Linked DNA regions of Mus musculus: region 1 is linked to region 2. A link is a contact called in public promoter capture Hi-C data. All regions are on one chromosome and are shown on one strand. Each heading gives the region's core, a stretch centred on a gene start, on an enhancer-like site or on the middle of the called end of the contact. The rest is flanking DNA. Distances are from core to core; before and after follow the strand shown. Region 1 holds the start of Ccdc110 (coiled-coil domain containing 110). Region 2 holds the start of Cfap97 (cilia and flagella associated protein 97).

Region 1 (6,507 bases), core at 2,245-4,744, 230 kb after region 2:
AATGTATCCTATTGGGAGTCATTAGAAGGAGTGAGGCCTATGGCCCCACCCCTGAAGAATCTTATCATCTATTGAGAATGTAAGAAATATTATTCATATCTATCTTACTGTGTATTAAAAAGAGAAAAGAGGCTAGGATATGTTTGGTAGAGCAAGTTGGAAGGGGGCACCTCTGCAGGCCCATGCTGAGGCATCCCTTCCCCCTGAGGGACCAGCCACATGATGGATATAGAATGGAATAGAATTTATTTAGGGCATGGGAAGGGGAGTAGAGACAGACAGACAGACAGACAGGTAGATACACAGACACACAGAGAGAGACAGAGAGAGGAAGAAGAGGAGGAGGAGGAGGAGAGAGAGAGAAGGAGAAGAGGAAGAAGGAGAAGGAGGAGGCAGGAGAAGAGGAAGAGCAGCAGGGGAGGAGGAGGGGGGAGCAGGAGAGAGAGAAGAGAAGAGACTGGCCAGGAACACATGGAGAGAGGGGGCAAGGCCATCTGGAGAGAGGGAGAAGGGGCAGAGAGTAAGAGAGTAAGAGAGTGAGCAGGGGCCAAGCAGCCCCTTTTATAGTAAGCCAGGCATTACCTGGCTGTTGCTAGGTAACTGTGGGGTGGAGCCTAGAAGGACTGCTAACACTTATGTTTTCTATTTCATATTTAAGTGCTGAAATAAAAAAAAAAAGACTCAATTATCAACGGGGATGACCTTTTTATCAGAAAGAAAAAGGGAGTTTATGTCCAAGCCCGCAGAAAATTATGTCCTATTCAATATATGCAAAAAGTGTTAAGTGCACGCCTGTGACTGAGGCTAAGGGGGAACATGACGATTTAAAAAGCAAAAAGTTAAAGTGGTTCTCAAGTGCAAACACTAACTTTGTTGACAGGCCTAGTGACATCTGCAGTGTAGGTGGCCTGTGGGTTGGAGTGCACTCTGCCAGGGAAGTTAGGGTATCAGCTATGGAATCAGGCTGTCTGGACATCGACTTCTGGCTTTATAACATAATGTGATGGGTAACTCTACGCGTGTATCACCCTTCGAATTCGTTCATGAGAACAATTCTAGTCCAAACGCAAGGTGGGGGGGGGGGGGCTGCTCAGAACTTCCCAGTGCTTCTCAGTTTGTTCAGAATAGAACCCCAAATCCTTGCCCGGAGTTACAAAGTTACTTCTCTCCTACCCCACTCCAACCTTCACCTGATACCCCATCCCCCGCCCTACCCATTCTGCCTCATCCACAGGAATTAACTGCTCAAGCCAGCCAGCCTCTCTCCCACCTCAGACCTCGGGCTGTTGCTGGTCTTGATGCCTGAAATGTTCTTTTGTAGAACTTTTTTTGCAATTTCTTCTTTACCTCCTCTGGTCTTTGCTCAGATGGGACCTGCTAACTGGAGCCCTCTCCGGTCACCTCCTCCCTTTAAAACAGAAGAGACCTCGCCTACCTGTAACACTCCAGATACTTCTGCCTTCTCTTTCCCCATAGGAATGGCTGCTACCTTGTAAACAATGTCTGCTCTCCTGCTGACAGATAAGCTAAATGAAAGCTTGTATATATAGTCTTGGATCCTGTCTTAGTTTGTTTTCTGTTCTACTATAAAATACTCTGACAAAAGAAACCTATGTGGGAAGGGATTTAACTCAGCATTATAGCTCAAGAGTACAGGCTATTCTTTCAGGGTGAATTACAATGGGACAGATAGCTGAGTTGCATACACAGTAAATAAACAGAGAGCAAAGAATGAGTTCATGTGGGTGCTCAGCTTCCTTTCTCCATTTAAGCTGTGTAGACCACAGCCAAGGAATGGTGCCACCCACAGTGGGCAGCTCTTCCCACCTCAGCCATTGAAAGCCATATGATCCCCTACAGGCAGGCTCAGAGGTTCATTACCCGAGGGATTCTAGCTTCTGTCAAAGTGACAACTGTCATTGATAATTACAGATGCCCAACTCCTAGATCAGGGCCTGATACAGCAGGTTCTTCAAAATGCTTGCAGTTGAGCAAATGGATGGAGGCTCAGAAGCAGAAAAGGAGGGCCAGAACCAACCAGAAGGTACCCCTCATACGCATCCTGACAAGTTAAGGTTAGTTATGTTAGTTAGTTAACTAGCTGCTCTTATTTGTATAAGTCATGCTGTGGAGTATCACAGGAGTATCAGTCATCTACTGTGTTTGAGGTGAACTCTTCTTATTTGCTGCTGTGTTCATGAGGCTAAATGGTCCATGGCTTCCCGGATTCTGTCTCCCCTGAGTCTGACCTTTACAGGGGATTCGAGCTGATGTTTGCCCAGTAAGAACTTCACTCCTGAAACCATCTCCTCAGCCTCTAAGTGCAACACACATGCGCTTGCCGTATTGAGGCGACTCCAGCTTTTCTGACCTTTGTTGAGCGCAGGGGTAAATACTAGGCTATTTAAATGTCTTTAACCATCTGTGATGGTATTTAGTCTCGTTACCCTGCCCCACTTTGCTGGTTCCTCAGGGAAGATTACAGGTCTTCATGCCTGGTAACAGAGGAATACAGAAAGCGATGGTCTACTCATCCTCCATGTTCTCCATCTTCAATCAAGTTGACTTTTATCAGGGGAGGTGTGGCCTTGCATTGGCTAACGTGTGAAAAGGAACCCAGTCCCATGTCTACTCCATCAATTCTCTCTGCCTCACCTGGGGAACTCACGATTGGGGTCCCACCCATCAATCTAAAAGCCACCTTTGCTCATAAGTCCTGGCTCCTTCTCTTGATGTCCCACTGTGCACCCATGTGAGAGGGGTGCTGTCCCTTTGGGCTTCTCTTCAGGAAGTGAGATCCCAATGGCAGTGTTCTGTGGTCCTCAAGTTACTCTACACATCTGAGTCTTTGTTTATCGGAACTCGTGGCTGTTTGAATTCTTTCAAATATCCTCCCCATGCTATAGCTCATTTCCCACCAATATTTACTGCAAAAACGTAGATTTTACCTGGTTCATTGCCCCCGCTTTCCTTTACCCCCTCAGAGGAATTCAGGATCTTGGATGCTGAAAGGAGAATGGAGTCAACTTCATCTTCTTCCGCGAGGTGCTTCTCTGGAACAGACCCGAGCACAGCTTTTGGAGCTGGAAGGTAGCCTGGGAAGGTGAAGAAGCGAGGCACGGACATTCGGGTCGCCCACGCCCTCTGTGGCCACCAGAGGGCGCGCTATGATCAGGTAGAGATGTCAACTCTGCAAATAGGGGTGAAGGCGGCATCCCGCCAGGGGGCAGGCGAGTGCTTTCTCACTGAGCAGGGGATTTGAGGTCGGGAAGATAACGCACACCAGACCCATCCGGAAAACTCCGGAGGCTTTGGGATGAAGGGACATGGGTGTGGTTCCACTATCCTCCATTTCCCAGAGCCTCCCTCTAGAGGACAGCCTCCCGGATCGTTCTTACCGGGGCTCATTTCTGTCGCTTAAGATCTCTCCACCAACTGCCTTGCCCCAAGCATTCAGCTCTGCCGCTTCTAGCCGCAGCATCCCGTTGCCTAGTAACGGAGGTCGGGGGGGGGGGGAGCCCTGCCCACCCCCACCCTTTTCCGGAGCTGATGCAGACGATGTGATTGGTTTTCATTTATATGAAGTGCACTGATTTTCCTGTACACTTGATAAAACACTTGAAAAAGGCGGGTGCTTCCCCGGGAAGCAGAGCTTGAGTGACTGGTTAGAAAACACGAGCTTTTAAGTAAAAGTTTTCAATAAATACATATGACTTATTTTTGCAAAATCAGTTATCTCAGATAGAATATACAGTCATTGAGAACTGAATTTTAAATCACTGTGAGTAGGAATTGACAGCCACTATGATGTAATAATTTATTACTTAATAAATTACACCTGGCTTACTTTCAGGGAAGAGGCATGATGGTTTAATGTTCATGAGCTATAATTTCTTATTTTCTGGAGCAATGGTTTTTACAAGACTCGACAGTCTTTTTTTTTTTTTTTTTGGTCGCATTGGACAGCTTTAATACATTTAAATTTTTCAGCCTAATACATCTGTTAAACCACTATTCTAAAGAAAATAATATAGTTCATCAAATGCTGGGTATTAATGTAACAATGAAATATTATGTGACAACTCTAATTTGTGGATGGTGACGGTGAGTATTGGCTATTACATAGAAATCACCTGGAGATTTTCATGAGATGACTAAGTCACAACAGTTGGCATAGACTGTAAAACAAAATGATAAGTGTTTGCAATGTTAACCTCAATTTTAATCTGTGCACTGGTCTCAGCAGAAATCTACTTTTATTTTAGGATAACTTCTCAGTTAATCTATCAGAAAAATGACCTTTAGTAGAAAAGGTTTAAGTTTTAAAGATTTATTAATTTGTTTTGTGTGTGTGTGTGTGTTGTATGTGTGTGTGTGTGTGTGCATGCAGGTATGTATGTATGTGTTTGTGTGTGTGTGTGTGTGTACATGAGTGTGGAAGTCAGAGACTTATGCTGTATTTATTTATTGAGATCCACCTAAAGTTTTTGGAGCAGAGTATTTTGCTGCGCCTGGAGCTCACAGACAGTCTCTATTGTTTGGTCAGTGAGCCCAAAGGGATCCTCAATGTGGACAAAGGGCGACAGACATGTGCACCATGTTGCCCCTGGCCTTTTACCGTGGACATCAAACTCAGGTTCTCATGCTTGTGTGGTAAGCCATTCGCCAACTATCTGCCTGTCCTCCTGGACTATTAAGAGCAAATTGCTGACTTCATCCCATCTCTCCTGAACATTTGGGTGTGTATTTTATAAGAATACTGAAAAGAAGCACAATACACTGTTAATATTCAAGATTAGTGCTGATGCATAGTCACCCTATAGCTTCCAGGCATCACTGACATTCTTGCAGTAATGCCCTGGGTAGCCATAGGTCCCAGCCTAAAGGCTGGCATTACATCCAGTTGCCATGATCTGTTTATTTAATGCATTTTAATCTGATCAGTTTGATTTATCTTGAACTCCTACGGCCTTAACATTTTAGAACATTCTAGACCAATTATTCTGTAAAATGTTTTTGTGTCTTTTGTGGGTGTTTCCTAGTGGTAGATCAGGCCATGCACTCTTGTCAGGGGGGCATAATGGCTGTTGGTCCTCATTGTAGTCTCTCGGGTGGCACAGGATTGTGGTCTACAGCATCAGTGTGGTGTTCATTTGGTGACTAACTAATCTCTACCATAGATATTAAACCTTTGTTCTTTTTTGATTAAGAAATAGTTTGCATAAAATATTTTGGCTTATACAATAACTCCATTCATCACAAGCTTTTGGTTTTCTAGTTTACCTATAATTATCTCTGTATGGATCACTGTTTCTTATATTATTTACTAGTTAGCAATGGATTTTATTCTGTTGCTAAGATTACTTATATGAATGCTCAAATTTTCCTGGCTTGGTCGGTGACAGTTTCTCTAATTCATTCTCATATCAATAGACAGAAAAGTGTATTTTGTCAGGCTATGGCTTCTCTGGCCAAATATTTTGATCATCCCCACAACTGTTTTATAAAAGCCTGACTTTTTAATTGTAAAGTCCTTTCTTATGGGGATTAAAATCAACATTATCATTTTTTTAAAGCCAAAAGTCATAACACTTCAAAATCCTTTTACTTCAAAACCAATTTTCCTCTTAGAAAAATCTACTTTTACCTGTTAACTAACAGCTGCAGGTTCAGAATTTGGAACAAACTCAAGAGCATTGCACAAAACAAGCTTTCAGGTCTATTCTTAGCAACTTCATATCAGACTATAAGATGTCTGGGGTTTCCAGCTTCATGAGATCTTTTTTTAAACCTGGGATTAAAGGGCTATCACTAAGCATGGATGGAATCTACAATAGTGTGAGATTTACCAACTCGCTCTGAGGACATACCAGTATGACAGTTTTTTAAATTTTTCTTTAAACTAAGGCTTGTATGTTGTGGATAGCCCTGGGACTAATTATATTTGATGTTAAATCTGTTCTCCTCTGAGGGGTTGTGAACAAGGAATGAGTCAGCACTCAAGTGATTTCCTGTAAACCTGCTTCCCACCTTAATTTGCAAAATAAAGGAGAGCTGATAATTGGGCAGATAAAAGGGAAGGTGGAGTAGAAGGTGGGAGAGAGAAGAAGGAGAAAATGGAAGAGGGAGAGGATACAGAGGAGGAGAAAGACAAAGAAAAGCGGAGCAGAAGCACATGGCCCAGAGAAACTGCAAGTTCTAAGGGGTCTCATACGCTGTGGAAGATGGTAGTGTAGTGGTAGATCTGCCCAATCTAAGTGCACAGTATGTAATCATATTAACTGTGTCGTGTTTTTATTGCCAGGGCATAATTAGGTTGGAGAGATTTACCGCAACACTTGTGTTTTGATGGAGAAGAGAAGCTCATGACATTGATTTAGGAAGTCTTTGGTGGATTATAGAAGTAAATTCTACAGCTTGAAAACGTGATGAAATCATCTCTACAGTCCCCACTAAGTTGCCAGCAGAGTTAATTCCAATCTAATTCTGTCTATTGAAAGCTGGAAA
Region 2 (6,005 bases), core at 1,551-4,050:
AGGATCCCCAGAATATTAGATAGCATTCTAGCCACTCACGTTAAAAAAAAAGTCAAAATACTCACTGAACAAATGGCAGGGACCTTTATAACCCAATTAGCTCCCCCTCCTTAAATGGTTTTTGTTTTGTTTTGTTTTGTTTTTGTAAGATAACTTATTGCTTATTGAAAACAATAAAGGCCTGAAATTACAGTTGGCTGTTTCCCTCCTCTATCATTTCTGGCTAATAACTTTGCAATTATAATGGTTTTTATGTTTCCTTAAATTTCAAAAGAACAGTTTGAAAGCACAACCTCAAGTATTATAATAAACCACATGTCATAGCTCAATGTAAGATAAATTCAGTAGGCCATGCTAATCTTTAAAGCACAGCAGTATAAAAATTGAAAAGTGCATGCCACATTTGAAGTAATGTTTCATGAAATTTATTTCTATCTTTATATATATTCCATATAGTAGTACTTGATATAAAACTTGTTTCTTACTGGGGGGGGTCTCATCAATGAGTTTGAAATGTCACTGATCTATGGAAATTCCAAATTGTTACTAAATGGTAATATAAGAGAAATGGATGGAAATTTAAATTGAGTAGTCCTGGAGTTTCAAGTGTTAAGGGCAATATTATCTCATCTAGGATAAGTACTTCCCAAATGGATAGACCCAGCACTAAATCAACCTAAAAATACATTGTACGAGCTCTAACGTAAATCTCTTGAAATTGAAGAATTTCATACTAGACAAAAAAAAAAATCACTAAATGATGAGATAGTTTGCAGAATCGTAGCCATAACCGAAAAGTCAGTTTAGGACCACTGAGATCACTGGGTCAGTAATGGTGCTTGCTACCAAGCCTGCCAGCCTGAGTTTGGTTCCTGGGACTTACAGGATGGAACAGGAGAACTAAGCCCTGGTCCTCCCAACCTCCACAAGTACTAATGAGTGTGTCCCCCAATAAGTTTATTAAAGAAAAAAGCAGTCATCATCGTAACAGAAGTTATTAATGGTTTGCTCAGAAACAGTAGTACATCTTGACTAACAGACATGTGACATCTTACTGAAGTGTATGCTTAGGTTTATTCAGAAGTAGGTTGGGTGAGATAGAAAAGCTTAAATAGTTCCAGTGCTCCAGTTGGGGGGAGGAGAGGGCGCTGGCGTGTGTTTGTAAACATGGTGCTGAGGTGGTGGATCCTTAAGGACTTGCTGGCCAGCCAGTCTTCTACTTGGTGAGTTCTAGGCCAAACAAGGCCATTTCTCAAAAGAGACGGTGAATGGCACCGGATGAAGGACACAGGAAATTGTACTGTGGTCTTCCACACTGATGCTGTCTCGTCTAATTAGTTTCTAGGGGTCCAAGAGCAGAACGGGAAGAGATTTGTCTAAAACTTTGCCTACGGGAGTCTCCTCACGAGACTGGCTAGCGTTGGACCCCTTATAGCGTGTGCTTATAAATCAACTACTAGTGAAGCCAAATTAAGAGGATCACCTGAGCTCTGGAGAAAGATGGAGAGAGGAGAGGATGGGGCGAGGAGGAGGTGGAGGTATAGCCACTCTTACCAGACTGGGCGCTCCAGAGGTCTTTCTTGTTCACCTTTATACATCCAGTGTCTAGAAAAAGACCTACAACAGTTGGGTTTATCCCACAAAGAGGTCTGGAGATTTAAGGCTCAGCCCAGGTTCTTACTCTGCCTCCTATGTAAACAGAATAAAACCATCATGTTTCCAGCGTATTTTGATAATGTCCCTCTCTCCGCTGGAGAGGTGGCCCACTGCCTAGTGTATGTCAAATTTCTGGTGTTTATAGTCAGAATTTCTATTGGGCAAGAGTGGCTGTACACACACAAACTTAAGTTCCAGGAAAACTTAGCGGACGATCTCCCTCATTAACGATTCTTTTGCCAAAATTTACATCAAGGTTGCTTCTAATTCAACTTACATTCGGGAATAGGCAAGAAAAATTGTAGCTTTATAGGATCGTTAAGATTATCTTACAACACACGGGAGAAGGATAAAAATCAAAGGATGGTTCATGAGACTCTAACAACCCTCTGGTGGATCGAGCCAGGTTGCTGTCAAAGCTACCTGGAAGTTACTTGGAGAGTGATGTTTTAGCTTATGCAGAACTAGCAGTAGAAATAACAGCGCTTTCCCAATACACCAGAAAGAATACTCGAATAACCTGTCATTAAAAACGGCATTTTGTACATTTGAGATAAGTCCTTATCTGTCGATATGGACACAATAGGGCACCAAATTAAGCATACAAAAATCTTGGCTCAAACTGAACACCTGGTTTTCAGGAGTCTGGGGCTTCTTCCAGGACCCCAGTCGGTTGCCTCTTCACACTCAGTGCCTCAGAGCTGTGGGTTCGGGTTCAAGCGCCCGGAGAGGGGCAGCCGTGGGCTCGGACCCCGACTCCACGCCTCCTCTCGCGTCCTGCGGGCCGGGCTATCGTTTTTTTTTTTTTTTTTTTTTTTTTAATAGCGGTTACCACGTCGCTCGCCCTGCGGGCTAGCGAGGCCGAGGTGGCGGCGCCTAGGGCTGAGGACAGCCTGTGTCCCCCCCACCGTGGAGGCTCGGCGGTACCCACCCCGGGTGCTCGCCTCCGTCGGGCACTGAACCGGGGAAACGGACCCCGAACGCAGGGGAGGGCCGTCTCGCCCGCTGGAGACCGACCGGATGCGGAAGCCCGAGCGCCGCTCACCTGCGAACTGTGGCCGCCACGGACTCTTGCGCCCCGCGGAGCGTTCGGGTTCTCGCTCGCTCTGCGCACGCGCAGCCACACCTCCACCGTTCTCCCTCCCCCGCGGTAGAAGCTAACGGAGACCGGCGCACGCCTGAGCGCGGGCGGAAGCTCCGGGGGTTGGACTCAGCGGAAGGGGAAAGGCGGGGCGAGCGCGGAGCCGAGTCTCTGCCGGCGAGGGTGAGGGCTGCGCTCCTGTCGTCCGTAGTTCCGGGAGACCCGGTCAAAGTGATCAGGCCGGCGCTGCAGGGGCGACAGCTTCTCGGCAGGACCTCGCGAGGTCTCGGAGGCTCATGGAAAGGAGGCCACCAAGGCCTCCCTGTTGTCCAGGGCATCACCTGCTCGCCTACCCACGACGCTGCGGTAGGTCTAGACGTCCGGGATGGTTTCCTAAAAAGACGCTGTAATCTTGTAATTCTGTAACAAGATGACAATAATAAAAATGGAGGACGACTGTGTGTTTTGTTCGATTTTATTTCAGCAAAACGCTGTTTACACGAACCAGTCCTGGTGGCGGATGCCATTGGTCTCAGCACTTGGGAGTAGAGGGAGAGGAATCCCTGTGTTCTACATAGTGACTTCCAGGCCAGCCAGGGCTATATCGTGAGGCCCGTGTCAAAGGAGGAAAAAATTTCAAATTCAAGCATAGTTAATATGCACCGGGGCAGGTAACCCATAAAGGATGGCCCTTCTGATGGTGAAGGTCCACTTTAAGCAATATAAAAAATGATCTCTATAGACGGTTGAGTGCCTTAATTTCTTGTTGACACATCTAAGGGTCAGGAATGGCAGTACACTCCTGATCTCTATCCTCTAATCACCAGAGTACACGAATATGTTACTTTATCTGGCACAAGAATTTAGCTGATGCAATTAAATTTACATTATCCAGGAGCTCATTGTGTAATCAGCCACTATAAATCCCTATAAAAGGGAGAGGCAAAAGCTTCCAAGCCAGTTAGTTGTAGGAGCTGGGACACAAAATAGTTGAGTGATGTGTGGAAGAGTCAATGAGCCAAAGAATGCATGCATCTCTGGAAGACTGAAAAGAGGGGAGAAGTGGCTTCTACCCCGAAAGAACTCAAATATGCCTGGATTTTAGATTTCTGACCTCCACAGCTCCCTAATCCAAATCAATGAGTTGTTTTATACATCTAACTTTGTAGTAATTTGTTACAGCCATAATAAGTTCTCAGCACTTAAATAAAGGTACTAAGGAAGCAAGCACAAACTTAACATTATATCCTAGGGACTACGAGTGTATTGTTTGTCAGAGCCATGACAGAATAGCTAACACAGTGAGGAAAGATGTGTTGACTCACATTTTGAGAGGGTTCAGTCCTTCATGGCACTACAGAGCAGCAGTTTGTGGAATTATAAGACTGGAGAATCTGGCCTACAGGAAGAGGCCAGGGCAAGGTATAATGCTAGAGATACCTCTAGTGACCTTCTTCCACCTAGGCGCCACCTCCTCCCTATCACCACCTGCTAATAATGCCAGCATATTATGAATCCATCAAGGGTCACTTCATTGATGAGATCAGAGCCCACATGATGTCTCTGGAAATGCCCTCCAGACACACCCAGAGGTGAGCTTCACTAAGTGTCTAGGTGTCTAATCGTGTGTGTGTGTGTGTGTGTGTGTGTGTGATCACAACCACAGCCATCAGACTCAAGAAAGGACTCTTATTTTGAACAATATATTTTATATTTTTGGGGTCCTGATTATTAACAAAGAGAAACTTTTTTTCTTCATTTTGTTGGCTCAAAGACAGTATTTCACTTAATTTTTAACTAATGAAAAAATATTCTGTCAGGGTAGATATAAAGTGTTTGAGTAGACATTTCTCCAAAGAAGATACAAATAGCCAACAACACAAGAAAACACAGGGACTTCACTAAAAATGATTTGAACGAAAATAACCTCTATATGCATGTATTTGAATACTTGGTCCTCAGTTGGTGGAACTGTTTGGGAAGGAGTAAGGTGTGCCTTGTTGGAAGTGTGGCACTAGGGGTGAGCTTTGGCAAAGATCTCAAAAGCCTTCTACTGCTCTGCCTCCTGCTTTTGGATTAAGAAGGGAGTTGTCATCTGTCCCTGCTGCCATGCCATGCCTTTGCACTGCTATCATGGACTCTGACCCTCTGAAACTGGGAACCCAACTAATTGCTCTATTTTATAAGTTGCCTTGGTCACGTTGCTTTGACACAGCAATAAAAAAGTCGCTTAAGACACTACCCATTAAGGAACTGCATATCAAAATCTGTGAAGGCCTTTGAGATGATCGTGTCTGGTAGGTAAATGTGCTTGCCAGATGACTAGAATTAGATCCCAGAACACAAGAAAACATTCAAGGCCACGGAGACAGCACAACTGGTACAAAGTAATTCCAAAGGCAACCTGACAACCTGAATAGAACTTCTAGATTCCACAGTGGAAGTAAAAAACTGGCTACAACCTCACAACTTTTCTATGACACACCTGTGCTCACAAAGTTACCCTAGAACCACAGCTTCACTGTGGTACTTTGCTCTGTACCTGCACACCAAGCATACAAAGTCAGACAATGAGGTTCATTTTAGCCCCACTTGGAGAGTTACCATTTTAGAAGTAGCTGTTGCAAAAACTAGAAATAGACAACAAGATGGATAAGACTCAAAGAAATTGGAAGCCTTTTGCACAGTTGATACATAAGACAGCAGGATAGGAAATTATGGTATTTTCTTGAAAATAGTAAATAGAATTATATGAACTAGCAATTACATTTCAGGATATATGCTCAAAAGAATTCAAAGCAGCATCTTGGATATTTGTACATCTAGATTCATAGCATTGTTATTTATAATACTCAAAATATAAAAACAACCTGAGTCTATGAACATAAAATGTTGATACAGGCACTTGCATACACAGTGAAATTTTACCCAATCACGAAAAGGAACGAAATCCTAATACATGAAAGTTTAAGAAATGATGCTAAATGAAGAAAGCTAGTCAGAAAAGACAAATACATGATTCCATGTCTAAGAGGCTTAGAATAATGTAATTCATGCGAAGCGGTTCTGGGGAGGAGAATGGCAAGTTGTTTGATGGCAGAGCTTCTGTCCAGTTGCCTGGTAGAAAAAGTTTTGGACATGGTAGCGTAAGTTCTTTGGTGGCAGAGTATCTATGCAATTGCCTGCTAGAGGAATTCTGGAAATGGATAATGATTGTTACACAACATGAATGTATTTACTACTACACTGTGAAAATGGTTACTATGGT

What was found. Capture Hi-C pulls out chosen DNA fragments and counts their contacts.
Region 1: a promoter capture Hi-C map of liver shows a contact between it and region 2. The contact joins the promoter of Ccdc110 here to the promoter of Cfap97 in region 2. A contact is called at or near these places in 3 of 39 promoter capture datasets (the 3T3-L1 cell line, pre-B cells and stem cell-derived epiblast-like cells) and 1 of 9 other capture datasets (liver).

The regions. Positions count from the first base shown.
Region 1 is chr8:45,931,606-45,938,112 of GRCm38.p6, reverse strand. It overlaps Ccdc110 (coiled-coil domain containing 110), which reads right to left and starts at 3,494. Exons shown (of 7, transcript NM_001033246.3): 1 at 3,399-3,494; 2 at 2,949-3,095. The coding sequence starts at 3,408.
Region 2 is chr8:46,160,446-46,166,450 of GRCm38.p6, reverse strand. It overlaps Cfap97 (cilia and flagella associated protein 97), which reads right to left and starts at 2,800. Exons shown (of 5, transcript NM_025747.4): 1 at 2,702-2,800.